Linked DNA regions of Mus musculus: region 2 is linked to region 1. Evidence: chromatin contacts called from public HiChIP or PLAC-seq data. All regions are on one chromosome and are shown on one strand. The core of a region is the stretch at or near the end of the contact, and the rest is flanking DNA. Distances in the headings are between cores, read along the strand shown. Region 1 holds the start of Vim (vimentin). Region 2 holds the start of Stamos (signal transducing adaptor molecule (SH3 domain and ITAM motif) 1, opposite strand).

Region 1 (3,115 bases), core at 574-3,073:
GGCAACCTTGACCGCAGCATTCCCAGAACTGACTGAGATGAGGTGCACAAAGGGTTGCTTCAAAGAGTCTTGTACAAAAAAGCTAGCATAAATCCTGCACGTGTCTCTAAACGGCCTTTCTTAATTGCCAGGTAAGCTGGGAACACTCTGTGCTCCAAAGAAAAACAAAAGCAAAAACAAAATACAAGCTCCTTTTCCTTCCCTATTCACTAATGGACCCATCTCCCAGTTTGTTTGTTTTTGTTTCAGTACTCCACAAATCCCAAACCAAAAGAAACTGTAATTTTTCTATCCGTGCTTAATCACAAAGGGCCTAACTTCCCTTTCTTGAAAAGTCCTTTTCCCTTGGAGAACGGAGACCCCTTAGTCTTGCCTAGAAGCAAACGTGAAGCAATAGCCTTGAGCTGGTCATTTTCCCTTTGAAAAGGTGACAGTCGCTGCATCTCAACACTCTGAACCTTTTGTTTTGTGGACAGTTGTCGCCATTTCAAGTTAGATTTCATGATTTTTCTTTGTGGAAAATAGGATCTGTGGCGTTGCCCAGACAAGTCACTAGAATCTTCTCCCCTGCATCGCTGCTCTAAAATCTACAGAAATCTGTTTCTTCAGTTTATCACTTGAGCTACATAACTGCCTTTCTTCCGAACTCATTCACCGAATTGGATTTTTTAGCAAAACCCAATGGTTTCTTGTCCGACTTGCTTATCTTCTAATGCAGTCCACTTTCAGAAAGGCCGAGATCACTGGGCTTGCTTTTGAAATTACCAAAGTAGTTTCCTCTTTCACCCAGAACTTAGGGTGTGGTTTCATGCAGGAAAGAGAGAGAGAGAAAGAAAGAGAGAAAGGGGGAGGGAGGGAAGGAGGGAGGGAGGGAGCTTTTGTCGTCAGGGGTGGGGATGGGGGTAGGGGTGTGTGGATGTGTTTTGTGGCTCTCCCGGGTCTGCAAGAGTTTCTTTCTAAGGAGAACTCTCCACACTTCCCCAACAATCACAAGAACGGTTATTCTCAAAGTTGGTTTAAAACTTCGGACAATGAATGAGCTTAGCGCTCTTGGAGTCTGGAGTCAATCTCAACTAACGGTTTTCCTGAACCGCTAGACGATCTCACCCTCAGGGCTCCATGAGTCATATCCACTGACTCAGCGACCCCACCCCGTCCCCTGGGCTTTACTCCAGAGGCAGTGGCTCCTAATCCTCTCTAGTTGAACTGAGTCCGTTAGATCAGGGGATATGACCACGTCAAACAAGCCCTCTGCAAAGGTCTTGAGCCAGATATCTTGGGCTGTGTGCTTCTCCACCCCCAATCTCGGGCCCTCTTTGTTTCTCTCTCCCCGGCTTCCGATCTGCAGGACTGCTTTTGCAGGCTCTTCCTGCTCCTCCGCTCTCGGATCTCCCCACCCACCCAGTCCCAGAAGACCGCAGATCTGCGACTGCGACCACGCCCCTCCTACCAGCGCGCCTAGTCCCACGCCCCTTTGGCCCAGTGCCAGGGATCGCTTTACTCAACTTTCCAGAGCCCCCCTTCCTTCCCCCATGAATCCTTCCCGCGATCCCTTCTTTCTCAGCACCCAAGGGTGAGTAGAGAGTTCGGGTGATCACCAGGAAAGCCCCTGAAAGGCCTAGCACTTCCAATTAGTAACAGGACTGTGCTTGATACCCTACAGCCCTGGAGGAAGGCTCGAGGGGAGCTCCCTCCCCCACCCCCCTTCCTCACTTCTTTCCGGGTCCCCATTGGCTGGCTCGCTCGGCGGCTAGGATGGCAGTGGGAGGGGACCCTCTTTCCTAACAGTGTTATAAAAGCAGCGCCCTTGGCGTTGTCCAGTCCTCTGCCACTCTTGCTCCGGGACCCCAGAGACCCCAGCGCTCCTACGATTCACAGCCACCGCGCCCTCATTCCCTTGTTGCAGTTTTTCCAGCCGCAGCAAGCCAGCCCACCTTCGAAGCCATGTCTACCAGGTCTGTGTCCTCGTCCTCCTACCGCAGGATGTTCGGTGGCTCCGGCACATCGAGCCGGCCCAGCTCCAACCGGAGCTATGTGACCACGTCCACACGCACCTACAGTCTGGGCAGCGCACTGCGCCCCAGCACTAGCCGCAGCCTCTATTCCTCATCCCCCGGTGGCGCCTATGTGACCCGGTCCTCGGCAGTGCGCCTGCGGAGCAGCGTGCCGGGCGTGCGGCTGCTTCAAGACTCGGTGGACTTCTCGCTGGCCGACGCCATCAACACTGAGTTCAAGAACACCCGCACCAACGAGAAGGTAGAACTGCAGGAGCTGAATGACCGCTTTGCCAACTACATCGACAAGGTGCGCTTCCTCGAGCAGCAGAACAAAATCCTGCTGGCTGAGCTCGAGCAGCTCAAGGGCCAGGGCAAGTCGCGCCTGGGCGACCTGTACGAGGAGGAGATGCGGGAGCTGCGCCGGCAGGTGGATCAGCTCACCAACGACAAGGCCCGTGTCGAGGTGGAGCGGGACAACCTGGCCGAGGACATCATGCGGCTGCGAGAGAAGTAAGGCCTGACCTACGCGAGTGGTGGGGTGTGGGAGGGAGGGGAGTCCTGGGCCTTGCACTGGGGCTGCCACGCCCTTGGGGATGTGGCTGGGGTGGCGGTTGTCTGGAGGATAGCAGAGGAAGCGGGCCCCACCCTGAACCTAAACTTTGCAGTGAACATTTCTCTTTTCGCCTCACTCAAGCACTTCCATTGAACTTTTTAGAAAGTTTCTTAGGTCCTTCTTCTGGGCTTACAGTTACCAGACAGGAGGAAAGAATGGGTGTGAAGGGTTCCAGACAAAGAGATGGCAAAGGCATCTGGGATATTGGGACAGGGGATTGGCTGTAATTGTAAGGGAAGGGCAGTGATTGTCTTTTCCAGTGTGCCCCAACTCCAGCTAACACCTGCAGAGAGCTGCCACCTCGACAAGTTGCAGTAACTACTGTGGGTGGAGGTGTCACAGCAGCTCTGGACTCAAGGCTTGGCGGCATTTGTGGTTGGGTGTGGCCGCCCCGCCCCTGGCGGTTTTCCAGTTCCCCTTTGATTAATGTGCTGCTGCTTCAGATTGCAGGAGGAGATGCTCCAGAGAGAGGAAGCCGAAAGCACCCTGCAGTCATTCAGACAGG
Region 2 (3,119 bases), core at 531-3,030, 500 kb after region 1:
TAAGGCACTGGCCCATCATTTTAAATGGATAAGTTGACACTTAATTCTGTCAGCGCAGTAATCAAGAGAAAAGTCTATTGAGAGACGATGCTCTGCTTCCCATACCAATAGTGGGAAGATTTTATACTTCTCATAATGACACAAAAGCACTTCAAAAATCTTAAGAAAATGGTGGCGTTAATGTCTGACATTTGTCACATTTTTATATTTTAACTCCACCCCTTTGAAAGAAAAATTATGCTCATTAAGTTACTCAGAAAATATTTTCGTTCAGGTTGTTTAAAATTGTAGAATTTTTTCACATATATTTGAAGGCTTTTTTTTTTTTCTTTTTCAGTGCCAAGGTCAGAACCCAGAGCCTCTCACATTCTAAACAAGTACCCCATCACTGAGGCTCATCCTCAGTCAGTCTTTAAAGCCTTTTAAACTCTTATCCACTCAGATGTCTATGTAAATACACATCTATGCTCTTACTTTCAATGGCCAAATAAGTACAATTATAACTATTGATTCCACTTGAGTGCTTACTATATGCTAGACACTATTACAGGGGATTTGCTTCTAGTAATTTATTTCATCTTCAATGGTTTGTCATTTCCGTTTCTTATTTATGAGGAAACAGACAGAGGAGTTTGTCCAATCTCTTTAATGTCGGACAGTTTAGCGGTCATCAAAACTTTGATATTGTAAACAACGCTGCCATTAATATCTTGGTTCATGTTTTAAAAGACTGTAAGATTTAAAATTCAGAATAACTGGAACCAGAGGCACATTTCCAAAAGCTGGCTATATACTTCCCATCCTTTCTCTTAAGAATGCTGTAATTTATACCCCATCAGGCAACTTTGTTTCCCATCCCTTGGATTCTTTTAGTTTTAAATGACTGAAAACGTTAACCGATGCTTTAGTTTGCTCCTCTTCCTCCAAAATTCGACTTTAACTGTTTAGTAAGCAAGCTGTTTGTACTGTTATACAAATCTTGTTGACATGTTTATAAGCTTCCCTTTTTGTAAGGGTCCCTATTTGGGCACTTTTTACCGAATCTCAGTGCATGTGCAAGACCGACTTGCTAACTTTACGTAATATTTCCAAGAGATGATTCTTTAGATTTCACATGATTTAGAGGACAATGTGTGTGTGTGTGTTGGGAGCTGGGGAGGGGGCGTGCGTTACATACATATGTACAAATTAGATCACCAAATCAACATTTTAAGTTGCCAAGAGTCCTCATCAATGTCTGGCTCCATTTTTCATGTGTGTGTGTGTGTTTTTTTTTTTTTTTCAATTTCTGCCGTTGGGTGTGCGTGCTTATCTCAGGCTGAGAAGGTCTAATCTTCTCAGGGACTCAGTGACTGCACGTTTAGTCAGTCGGAGCCCACACCCAGGAAGGCTCCCTCTGATCTCAGGCTGGGGAATGAGCCAGCGTTACCTCAGCCTCTCGAGAGGCTGTGCGCCTCGACACTCCCTCCAAGGGATTCAGGCCAGCTCCACCAGCTCACATGACTCCAATCCCAGCAACTTCCATGAACCCTCGACGAGCGCGCTCAACATTTTCCTCGGGTAACCCAAAGGACTGCCTGACTTTCTAGAGGGATTGCAACATCACAACAACCCATCGAATAAACCCAAGGAGTTAAAAATTAAGGGTTTGGCTGGACCCAAACTGAACCCTCTCCCTCTCCCAGTCTCTTATTCACTCTAGAGGCTCTTAGTCGGCCTCGGTGCGCCTGAAGGACCTCGTCCTCCCGAGACGCCCGGGGACATGGAAAAGCCGAGAACCTAGCCGCTAACCCCACGGGCACGCGGGAACTCAGCAGAGGAAGAGACAGCGGCGGCTCATCGCGTGGGCCTCGGCGGAGGCGGCGGGCTCTGGCCAGACCCGGAGCGGGCAGTGTTCAGGCAGCGCTCAAGTCGCCTACATTCCCGACACGCCCCGCGCGGGGGCCTGTTCCGCTTCTCGGCTGTTGCCGCCGCCGCCGCCTCTGTTGCTGGGGTGGGTGAGAGGAGGGGCTGAGAGGGACCCTGCACTGGCAGGCAGGCGCCCTTGCTGTGTTTGTACCTGAGGGGCCTCCTTTCTCCGTCACCCCTAGAGTGCCGCGGGGTCGAGGGGCAGTCCCCGGGGACACCTCGGCACGCAGCGGACATGCCTCTCTTTGCCACCAACCCCTTCGACCAGGATGTTGGTAAGTGTTTTCACCGCCCCCCGTGGGTGCCCCCCGAGACTGCGAGCCCGCGCCGACTCCCGTCCCACTGCGTTCGTTCATTCTGGATTCCCGAGGCCGAGCCCACGTTCTTCTCTCCCGGGGCCCCTTCGTTCAGAGTTGGGAGAGGGTTGAGCGCTTGGCGCATCCTCTTTGGAAGAAATGGGACTTAGAACCTCTCTAATGGGCCTTGGTAAGGGACTTGGGGAGGGGGAGCTTTGAAGGAATCGCTTAAGGGATTCGGGGTAAAGGGTTGCCTCGGGAGGAACAGACGACGAAGCCATCTGCCGCTGGGGCATGGCTTCTGGGAGAAGAGCGAAGGACAGACGTATCTTGGCTTAAGCAGATTGATTATATGCTCTATCGCCAAAGTATTTGCCTGGCCCAATGGAACTGGCAGAATGTTTTAGGTAAGGTTACTTAAAGGGTTTTTTAAATAGCCCTATAACGGTCCCTGGAGGAGAGAGGTCTGGTTACGTACTGGTAGGTTGAAATGTTGGAAGAGATGGAGATGGATTACTTGGCAACAACTGAAAACGCAGACATGAGCCTTTGGGATGCCTTTTTCAGGCTGGGCCTCTGCCTTTGGGGAAGTGTGGAAGAGGATTTTGATTCTAGGATGGGGTCTGAAATGCTAAATTTTTTGTTGTCTGAATCATTGGTATTAGGTACCAAGCATACCAATTTAACAGGTTAGCTATCTATTTTTCAGACCTGATTTGAATTTCTTGAAAGAATTTTGGGATGTTTTTGAATGCATTACATTGAACTACACTGGCAGCATAGTGTGGAATGAAAGCGAACCAATACCATCCAGTCCCACAGGCTGAATTTAAGCATAACTGTAGTAAAAGAATGTAAGGATAACTTGTGAGAGTTACTTTATGAATTTTGTTTATTAGAGGTGAATTTTACATT

Evidence for each region. HiChIP or PLAC-seq counts read pairs in DNA pulled down with a chosen protein or histone mark.
Region 2: a FOXA1 HiChIP or PLAC-seq map of pancreatic cancer cells shows a contact between it and region 1. The contact joins the promoter of Stamos here to the promoter of Vim in region 1. A contact is called at or near these places in 4 of 39 promoter capture datasets (the HPC-7 cell line, cranial neural crest, hippocampal neurons and 1 more), 3 of 484 Hi-C or Micro-C datasets (CD4 T cells and embryonic stem cells) and 5 of 115 datasets of contacts at active chromatin or transcription factors (T-cell acute lymphoblastic leukemia, forebrain, memory CD8 T cells and 2 more).

What each region holds. Positions count from the first base shown.
Region 1 is chr2:13,572,488-13,575,602 of GRCm38.p6, forward strand. Vim (vimentin) reads left to right here and starts at 1,824. Exons shown (of 9, transcript NM_011701.4): 1 at 1,824-2,507; 2 at 3,054-3,114. The coding sequence starts at 1,945.
Region 2 is chr2:14,072,154-14,075,272 of GRCm38.p6, forward strand. It overlaps Stamos (signal transducing adaptor molecule (SH3 domain and ITAM motif) 1, opposite strand), which reads right to left and starts at 1,781. Exons shown (of 2, transcript NR_038162.1): 1 at 1,430-1,781. It overlaps Stam (signal transducing adaptor molecule (SH3 domain and ITAM motif) 1), which reads left to right and starts at 1,947. Exons shown (of 14, transcript NM_011484.3): 1 at 1,947-2,183. The coding sequence starts at 2,144.